2 separate regions of the Mus musculus genome follow, and region 1 is linked to region 2. A link is a contact called in public promoter capture Hi-C data. All regions are on one chromosome and are shown on one strand. Each heading gives the region's core, a stretch centred on a gene start, on an enhancer-like site or on the middle of the called end of the contact. The rest is flanking DNA. Distances are from core to core; before and after follow the strand shown.

Evidence for each region. Promoter capture Hi-C pulls out the DNA fragments that hold promoters and counts their contacts.
Region 1: a contact with region 2 is called in a promoter capture Hi-C map of liver, with 2.5 times the contacts expected there. The contact joins the enhancer-like site here to the promoter of Atp10b in region 2. A contact is called at or near these places in 2 of 39 promoter capture datasets (both in liver), 2 of 15 datasets of contacts at CTCF or cohesin (large pre-B cells and pro-B cells), 1 of 484 Hi-C or Micro-C datasets (cortical neurons) and 1 of 9 other capture datasets (liver).

The regions. Positions count from the first base shown.
Region 1 is chr11:43,351,395-43,356,854 of GRCm38.p6, forward strand. No RefSeq gene overlaps it. Among named protein-coding and RNA genes, the nearest start is that of Mir146, 20 kb to the right of the region's middle. Within about 2 kb of position 1,832, at least 55 of the 459 cell types and tissues checked have an H3K27ac peak or open chromatin away from gene starts, as enhancers often do. A contact at or near this core is called in liver and pro-B cells, where this site is marked.
Region 2 is chr11:43,146,680-43,151,691 of GRCm38.p6, forward strand. It overlaps Atp10b (ATPase, class V, type 10B), which reads left to right and starts at 3,198. Exons shown (of 23, transcript NM_176999.3): 1 at 3,198-3,273; 2 at 4,913-5,012. The coding sequence starts at 4,936.

The sequences.
Region 1 (5,460 bases), core at 582-3,081, 200 kb after region 2:
CCTTGTCCCCACAGACCGCAAGAAGGACATTTATTCATACTAGATCATAAGATTCCTTGCCTCTGCTTCAGGAGCTGTGGAGAAGGGTTGATGCAATCTATCCAGCCCTCTTCACTTGAACTTTGGAAGTGTGTTGCAATACCAAGGCAAGAATATCAATAATAACATGGGCTGAGTGCTTGCATGGACATTGTTCAGGGTCAGTCTGAAAATGATCCCATAACTTAGAAAAGCAGCTTGCCCATGCACTCATGATCACCACCATGAGACTCAACATGTATATTTGACATTGGTGTCTAGAGTGTGGCCTCCCGTCCCCAAATGCTTGTTCAGGTGTCCTATACTTGTATGCTCTGATGTTGGAGTCTTACTGAAGCCAGTTTAATGAGGACCTAGAGGTCCCCATGAGCAAGTGACAAGGTAGACTCTCACTCCCAGAAATTTTTAATTGCATGGTAGAAAGTAGGAGCCAGGATTGACCCCTAACTCAGAAAGGAACATGACAAGAAGCCCCAAGAAAGGCTCATAAAGACACAATCAGTTCGTTGCTACCCTAGCCCCAGAGTTACCATGGCAACAAAGTCTCTGATGCCCATCCTCAGTCCCTGTTCCTGATCTGCATAGCCTGCTGCCTACTTCACACTTCCTCTTTTAGCATCTTCTTGAGCTCAGGAACTTCACAGTTCTCTATAGTATCTGCAGGTCAAGAGCCATTCTTGAACAAGCAGAGACACACAGCCAACTCTAAGCAGCCCCAGCCCTCCTCAAAGCAGCGGGAACTGCTTGGGTTTCATGCTTTCTGTCTCCCTTTTCCCAGTCTCTGAATCTAGTATTGCCTTCTGCTCATATATATATCATACCTACTCTGTCTCCTTCAAGCACCTGGGAACTGTGCTCGCTAGAGCAGGCTGAGCCACACATGCTGGAGGAATTCAACTCTTAGACCAGATTGTAAGAAGACGTGTGCTGCTGGGCAATAACTAGAGCACCATGGGCTGCATAAGATAATAGAATAATAGACAGGGGTCTTCATTTGGAAGATGTAACAAGGTGGGTTTCTATGGGTACAGGCATGTATATTATCATGTTCTGAAGCCATGGTGTCATCAGACAGACTGGCTCACAATTCTGGGTGGCCAAAGTGTATAGTTGGTTGGCCTAGTGCTACTTGTATCCTAATGCTAATATTGGGTCCCCAAAACCTGGTTGTCCCAAAGATAAGAGAGTCCTCATGTAGACCCAAGTGACACTGTGTGATCTTGTTATTTTTGATTGGTGAATAACTATGCCAACAGCCAATAGCTGGGCAGAAGAGACATACGTGGGGTTTAGGATTCCCAGGCTTGGAATCAGAGGAGAACCAGGAGGGAGAAGAGGTGAAAGAGGAAGGAGAAGCAGCCATGGTTTAGCTGAGCCATAAAAACATGGCCCTGAGAGCTGGCCAATAGGAGTTAAGAACAGCCCAGATAAAATATAGTAAGTAATAACTTGGGGTTATCGATAGGAAAGAAGACTCTAATAGCATAGAGCTCTGCCCAGTTCTTATGCTGTTTCAGGCTTAATGAAAATATAAAGGTTGCTTGTGTGTCTTTTATCTGGGAACTGAATGATCAAGGCAGGGTAGAAACCCCAGAATGGGATTTAAAATTTCTACAAGTGTGAGCTGCTGTGCACATCATTTGCTGTTGTGGGATCTCTGCTATGCCAACAGGATTGTTTAAAGTTTAATCCTAGTTTTTTAAAAAAAAATCAGTTCCCAGGGTACTGGGCAGCAGCAGTTCTGTTGTGTCAGAATTACACAACAGAATTACAGCATTCCTAGGCTCACGGGACCAAGTTCCTGAAACCTAATGGGAACTGGCTCTACTGACTGCTCTCTTACCTTTCTTCACACTCATATTCTGCCATGTCATTGTCAAATCTCATCTCTAGGGTAACTGTTCTCAAACTTAAGGATGCCTCAGATGGAACAATTTTGTAGAACCCCTCAGTGGTGGACTCACCCCCAAATTTTCTCATCTGGTGAGTCCAAGGTGGACCTAGAAATGGAGTTTCCAGATGCCCTGTGGCTGTCTGAGGCTCTCACTGTGAAAATCATTGCTCTACACAGACATCCACACTCCTTTGACCATCCTTTCCACGTGACAGCCCCCAGGCATCTATGACCTCATAGTCAGTCTCCTGGGGGCTCTAGCTCACCACGTGAAACTTTTAAATACCTTCTCTTTACAGAGAACAGGTATTCCCACAGACTACCTCAGGTAGTAGGAGGTACTTCAATGGTGGACCTAAGATGAACCTCAAGTGAAGCGTCAGGAAGCTTCCAGGGGAAAGCAGAGCTGGCAAAGCAACTCTGTTTCTTCTGAAATGAATAGAGAAGCCATCATTGCTTCAGCAAACCCAGGTTGACCTTCAGTAAACTCCACCTCTTTTATTGTTTCTACTGTAGCTAAGGGTTCCTGCTTCCTCATTCTTGTTCCTGTTTGTCTTAACGTTTCCGTACTCCTTTATCCTGCCCCTCTAACAGCCTGGCCTCCTCCAGAGAACAATTCAGTTTATAGATCTGTCACGCACTACCTGATTTTCAATCATTTTCCCACTTTCAAATTCCCCAAAGAGAGGATCAGTGTGTATGCCCTGTCTCCATTTAGAGAAAGCTCTTCAAAGCAGCTTCCAGATTGGGGATTAGTTAAGCCTTAGTGAGCGGTGAGAGGATGGACCTTATGGAATGGTGTCCACCTTTGATGGTGGGAGAAGCTTTAGTCTGCTGACCCCCAATGCCTTGCATTCTAACTCCATTCAAAAACACCCAGCTACCTTTACCACTGTGCACAAAAGAGCTCAGATGCCACATATGTGCTCCATGTAATGCAGTTGGGTTGTGGCGTTTACTCAGCCTATATCCTGGGAATCTGTCATCCTACTGTAGGCATGTGGTCTGTGGAGAGACGCTGAGCAAGCAGCACCTTCCTCCTTCTGACTTTCCTTGTTCTATTGATGAGGAAGGACAAAGACCACTTTGTGTAGATAGCTGGATCCCCACAATGGCTTCCCACTGAACTTCAGCCACAGGAAGCCCTAAGCCTGCCACTTCTCCCTTTCCATGCTGTGCCAAAAGAAAAGGAAAAAGAAATGGAACCCAATAGGTAGTAGGTTTTACAATTTTTCATAAAACAGTTCATCTTGTTTAATTTAGCCTATCACCCAAGTCTGTTGAGATCTTCTGGAACATGAATGATATCTTTCTCCAGCTTATTTGATAAATTGTTCAAACCCCATCAGGGGCCATCTGCCCATGGAAGGGAAGTTAAATGTTTAACTTATCTTTTCAGGGCTGACGTGAAGGTGGATTTAGATGGCTCATTTCCATGAGCTCCTTTGTAGCACTTGAGGAACAGTTGCTCCATAGTTTTGAGACATTATTGTAGACTAAGATACTGATCTTACACATGTATTAATCCATTGTGTTCGAGGCAAGGAAAACCAGATAGTCGTGTCATGAAGGTAGCTAAACCATTAGCTGCTGTTTAGTGAACAATCATTTTAAGTTACGGATGCTTTAATATATTATTTTTAAAGATTTATTTACCTATTTTATGTATGTGAGTACACAGTCACTCTTTTTAGACACACCAGAATTAGAGCATCAGATTCCATTGCAAATGGTTGTGAGCCACCATGTGGTTGCTGGGAATTGAACTCAGGACCTCTGGAAGAGCAGCCAGTGCTCTCAACAGCTGAGCCATCTCTCCAGCCCCATATATTGTTTATAATCCTTAATAACCTAAGGACATTTGGTTGATTGGTTGGTTGGTTGGTTGGTTGGTTGGTTGGTTGGTTGGTTTCTCTTGTTTTCTTTGACTTTTCAAGACAAGGTCTCACTGCGTTTAAGATGAGCCTTGACTCGACCAAGTTGTCCAGGCTGGTCATAAACTCACAGTAATAATTCTAACTCAACAACCTAGGTACTAGGATTACAGACATGGACCACCACACATAGCTCTTTTGTCTGTTTGTTTGGAGATAGGATTTCAAAATACATGTTGAATATATGTGTATATATTCACATATATATGAAATAATAAATATATATTGTTCAGCCACTCAGATGCTAGGATTACAGATGTGCAGTACCTGGTCCAACAAAAGGTATGTTTTATTGTCTCTTTTTTATGGAGATGAAACACCTGCATTCATAAAGGGTTATTGACTTCTCAATATCTAACCACTAGAGTGTGATTGAACTGACCCCAAACCGTGTGTCCCTTCACTGTACCACAAAGGTTTCCCTAAGAATGGCTTTACAGATGAAACTGACTGAAGGTAGAAATCGGGGACGCTTCATGCATACTTACCCAGGGGTCTCAGTTTAAAAAAAAAAAAACACACATATGTTGGGTTAAGCAATAATGATATAGCCATGCTCGGGATATTTACAGTAAGAAGCAGATAAATCCACATGTGTTTTATCAAAGATCCAACTTACACTCAGGATTATTTACCCTGGAACTTCATTTTGTATTTTGTTTTGTTTTATTTGGTTGGTTGGGTAGTGATGGGAATTTGATTGTTTGTCTGTCATTTTGAGACAACATCTCTAGAACTCACCATGTAGATCAGGCTAGCCTTGAACTCATAGAGACCCACCTGCCCCTGCCTCCCTGCTGTGGTTACAGTTATACATCACCATGTCCAACCTCTTCATTTTTTTAATATAGCACTGACACATCATTACTTAAGAGGTAGAGGTTTTGGACTTCCGGTTTCTATGCTAACCTTTCCATTTTGTTTTTACTATTTTGCCATCCAAAAGAAGGTATGTTAGAATCATCAACTGCCTTTCTCTATCTACTTCAACTCTGGAATTCCGTGTATATGTAAGATAGCCCCAGGCCTCCCATGTCTCCAGGCTTCCAAGGTAAGATCAGAGGCATCTCAGGAACGAGTCAGTGAACTCTGGCTAGCCATGGTGAAACGTCTTCGTACTGTCTCATCCTCAGCATGAGAACTGCTTCCTGCACATCATCACCTTGGAGGAAGAAGAGACCGCCATTTCTTCCCCGATGTCTCCTCTTAGCAGCAACCTATGCAAGACACTCAGGCAGCAGCAAACTGTTCTGCTCATGGCTTTTTGGTTGGACCATATCATCATCCCCTATTAATCCAACCACCAATAGAGGATGATGTCGCCAAGCCTGGGTGAATACATGCTTTGCCCCAGAAGCTGAGGAGCCCCACCTCTTTTGAGGCACACACATCTACTATCTAAACACTATTTGGGTCCCACTGACAAGGAAAAAGAGAATGTTAAATTGTGATAGATTTGTGCCCTAAATTAATTCTGACACCATGCTTATGTGACCCCTCCAGCGTATGCCCTCCTCCCGCCCTATTTACCCTCAAAGGCACTCCATTTCTGAGTCGGGTACATCGGGTGTAGAGATTATTTGACTGTTAAAA
Region 2 (5,012 bases), core at 1,948-4,447:
TACCCCACAAACAAATACCTGCATCTCCTGTATCAGTCCAATGTCTTTATTTTTAAAAAGCCTTACCACCGAAAAGAGAGAGGTCTCTGGTATGTATAGCATTAGCCAAGGCAAGATTTCTCATTTGCATTTTCAACTCTGTTCATGAATTATCTTTTCATTTCCTTTGCCTTTGCAATCAAAAGGAACCCATGAAAAGAACATCTTTTTGTAATGAGAAAAAAGATACACACTTCTTTCTGGCTTCCAAAATGTCATAATATTGCTTTTGGTCCCATTATGATGGGCATCTGTAATTACATAATTTTTTTCATAGCTAATACAGGGGTTTATGTAGTCTCTGAAGAACTCCCTACTGCTCTCGGGTCTATAGATTGAAAAAAAAATATTCAGATTGATCAAAGCCCTGAGGAGAGTAAGGACGAAGACCAGGTCATGTGAGCATCAGGAAAGTAAAGTATTATCATTTAAACTACACATGGAGCTTTTTTTTCTCCTGCTAAGTGATCAGATTTTCAATAGCAGCCTGGGTTGTTCACTGTAAGATTAATAACAACTGACATTAAGTCATGTATTTATTCAAGAAAAAATAATCCCATGAGCCCAGTACATGAAAAAGACCATTATATACAGCTTCTAACTTCACAAAGTATAACTTTGAGATAATTTGCTTCTAGGATGTTAAGTAAATTGGTGTGGAGGAACTTTGAGGGTTTAGTTGTGGATTCTGTTAACGAGCCTGGCAGCAGGGAAATCTGATGCTAAGCACCATACTCTACAATTGCTGGTCACCTTTGAGTGACTGGGACCAAAATACCCAACAAAAACAACTTCTGCAAAGCAGCCTCTTTTTGGCTCATGGAGTTCAGTCCAAGGTTGTTTGGCTCCGGTCCTATTGCCATGCATGACCAAGGCCACTTACAAAAGAAGCATTTAATTTGGGGCTCCAGTTCCCAGAGCATTAGAGCCCATGATCACCATGGCCAGGAGCTTGTCAGCAGGGAGATAGTCATTAAATAATTCTACCAACCAGAGACTGTATTCTAAAATATTTGCCCATGGGGGCTGTTCACATTCAAACCACCAAACTCCATGTGCTTGGGCAGAACTTTGTGGTGGAGGGAGCACTGTGTAAAAGTTCTGACAGTGGCCAAGCCTCTTCCAGAAAGGGCCTATAAATGTCAAGCAAAGTTAAGGCCTGAAGAGCTGGGTCCCCTCAAGGCAAGAACCTGTGAGGCCAGAATCTCCTGGCCTTTCCAGAGGGATTTCTTGGTTCACTTTTGCCTTGTGTTTGCAGATTTTTGGCTCTGCTATTGGCAGTTTTTACTGACACTTTGTCTGTGACAGACGTTTCCCTAGAATCAGAAAAAGAAAGCTCCAGCCATGATTCACTCTTGTTCATCTCTGAGGATTGTGGGAGCAGAAGAGATCCTTATTAACTCCTTTGCTTGTTAATAAGGATGATTTGGTTGAGTCAACACCAGAGCTTGTCTGGGTATGTCAGCTGATGGCCAGATGTTCTCTCCCGATAGGAACTTGGCTCGGACAACAATTTGCCCACGCAACTGTTCCAAACAACAGTTAGGTGATTATCAAAAATTGAGAAAGGTCTTGCTGGATCATTGGTTCCAAGAATAAATGAGAACACTCAGAGATGCTAAAACAAGAGAGAGGAACTGTCTCAGGTTACTAATTTGCTGGGAGCCCTTGGCATTAAAGGAACTAGATCTCCTGATCAGGATGTGGGGAGACAGTAGGTACCAATAAATAAGTCCGAATTTCCTGGATATGTAGCCTATCACTTCTTTATACTGTAACTGCAATTGCTGCCAACTACAGACACTTGGCTATGTACCTGTGTTCTGGGTTAAATATTAACTGATTGCTGAGGCCAAGTGGATTATGGGTTACCAGAAAAAAGCAGGGATTGAGGAAGAGAAGGAAGGGAAAAGTACAGTGTGCACATTATTTGCAAATGTAGGAGGTCCTTAAAAGAGGTTGTTCATAAAAAAATTAATATAAAACTTTTCAGCTGTGGAAAAAAAATAGATATGGGAATAGAGGTAAACTGAGCTGTCTCCGTGCCAGAGTGTATGAACTGCTCTTCTCCGTCCAAGTCTTTCACAGACTCCATACATCCTCCTTCAGGTTCTAAAACCACTAGAGCTGGGCCCCAGCCTCTCTTCTTCCTATTCTGATGGATAGGAAGCAAAAAGAGAAGATTACACAGGCTGAGGCCAAAACAAGTCACAGCCCAGAGACTTACGTTATCTGCAAAGAGGCTTGGCCTCCTACTTTTCACCACCCCACAATAATACTGTCACAGTGCAAATGCATCAAGCCGGAGCCGGAGCCATCGGTGCCCAGGCATCCCTCAGAACAGTGCTTCCCAGTCTTCTGAATGCTGCATTTATTTAATACAACTCCTATATTATGGAGCACAAATTGTTTGTTTCATTGCTACTTTATAGCTATAACCTTGCTTCTGTTATAAATCATAATGTTAATATTTTTGGAATCAGAGGTTTGACAAAGGAGTTACAGCCCACAGGTTGAGAACTGCTACCCTAGACATGTCTTAATCCAAATATAGTAACAATCAAATCAGCCATCTAGGAAGAATATCTTCTTGGCCAGGCACTCAGGTGTGAGATATACCAAATGGAATTATAATCCCCAAGACAAAGATGATAGAAAAGACCAGCTTACATTTATGATACAAGCAGTGGTCACCACAGCCTAGTCACTGCATGTCCAGGTGTCCTTGAAAAGTATCTTTCTGCGCTGTTCCACTTTCCATTCTCATTGAAATACCAGCAACAGCAACAACAAACAGAAAGATAGAAAGAAAAAGGAGAGAGACACAGAGACACAGAGACGCAGAGAGAGAGAACCTATAAAACCTACTAGGCTGCCATTCAAATTGTTGTATAGTTGATAATGACATTGAACTGCTAGTCCTCCTGCCTGTCTCCTGAGTGCTGGGATTATGGACGAATGCCCTCTATACCAGGTTGTGATGGTTTGTATATGCTCAGCCCAGGGAGTGGCACTGTTAGAGGGTGTAGCCCTGTTTGAGTAGGTGTAGCCTTGTAGGAGTAGGTATGTCAGTGTGGATGTGGGCTTAAAAACCCCATCCTAGCTGCCTGGAAGCCAGTATTCTCCTAACACCCTTCAGATGAAGATGTAGAACTCTCAGCTCCTCCTGCACCAGGCCTGCCTGGATGCTGTCATTCTCCTGCCTTGGTGATAATGAACTGAACCTCTAAACCTGTAAGCCAGCCCCAATTAAATGTTGTCCTTTATAATATTTGCCTTGGCCATGGTGTCTGTTCACCGCAGTAAAACCTTAACTAAGGAATAGGTTTATGTTTGGTGGAACCCAATGCCTCTTGCTTTTTGTACTCTGCCTACAAGCTATGTCCCCAGACCCATCCATTTGATGTCCTGCTCTGAAATTTTGTAAGGTTAAAATGTTCATAGCCAAAGAAATCCTAAAGACTAAAGAACTCTTGGTAATGGAATCCATGTGACATGGAAATTGAAGGAGGCAACTCTGGAGGGAGAAGGAGTGGACCAGAAGGGGGAAGTACATAGGGCATGCAGAGAGAGAGTGGGTGGAGCAATTAAAACAAAGCATGTTGACATATATGGATAAAAATGTTATAATAAAACCCATTACATAGTATGCTAACTTTTTAACTTAATTTAATTTAATTTTTGGTTCTTGGTTTTTCAAGACAGGATTTCTCTGTGTAGGCTTGGTTATCTTTGAACTCTCTCTTTAAATCAGGCTGGCTTTGAACTCACAGAGATCCTCCTGCCTCTCTCTCTCAAGTGCTAGAACTAAAAGTGTCTACCACCACCGTCCAGCCATATGTTAACTAATTTTTTTAAAAATTCAATTAAAAAGTATTTAAAATATAAACATTTCTCATTTTGTCTTAAAATATGTCAACACAATTTTATGTACTTCCCAATTTGTTCCTCTCAAATTTGTTCCTACATGGATAGTATTAGGAATATGATTATTCTTCCAGAGGACCTAGGTTCAATCCTCACACTCACATAGTGACTAACAACTGTCTGTAAGTTTAGTTCCAGGACATCCAATAACCTCTTCTGGCCTCTTCAGGCACCAGACACATAAATGGTACACAGACAAATATGCTGGTAAAATACATATCTATACATATACATTAAAAATTTAAATTAACCACATGAGCAAAGGATGGTAAAAATAGCTTTCTTCATTTTTTAAAAGCCAATTCATTATTTTAAAGGTTTCTTTATTTTTATATCATGTGTCTATATGTACATGCTTGAATGTATATATGTATGTATGTATATGATGTGTATACCTAGTACCTACAGAGCCCAGAAGAGACTATCAGATCCCCTGAAACTGGATTTGCATGTAATTGGCAGCCATCTGATGGCTGGGAACTGAACTCACCTGGGTTCTCTGTAAGAACTGCACTCTTAAGCACTAAGCCATCTCTCTAGCCCCTCTTTCTTCTTTTTATGTTGAAGATGAACAAGGTGAATGGAGAACGTTTACTGTTAAGAATGAGCCAAATTTAGCCTCCTAGCATCCCATCTTTGCAGACCACAATTTGGCTTTTCCATGACATCATCAACCATGTCATCAACAACTGCCACACTGACACCATCACTTGCTTTCACAATGCTGATCCTTGTGGTAGTTGTATAATTTTTTTTTATTGTTTACTTAATGTATCTGACCTTAAAACAGATGCATCGCAGGAACTTTTTCTATTTTTCTAAGATTGAACTCTACATGTACAAAAGAAGAGATGCCATGTTGTATTATCCTCCTTACCATAGTGACTTCTTGTGTTCACATTCCACTCAGCTCTCCTGATCACAGCAACTTCCTGTGTGTTTGCAGACTATTGTCACCTGATCCCAGAAATGACTTGCTCTCTTGACTTTTCTTGGCTCCGATGGAAATGGCGAACCCAAGATGGCTTCTCCCAATCTCCATCAGA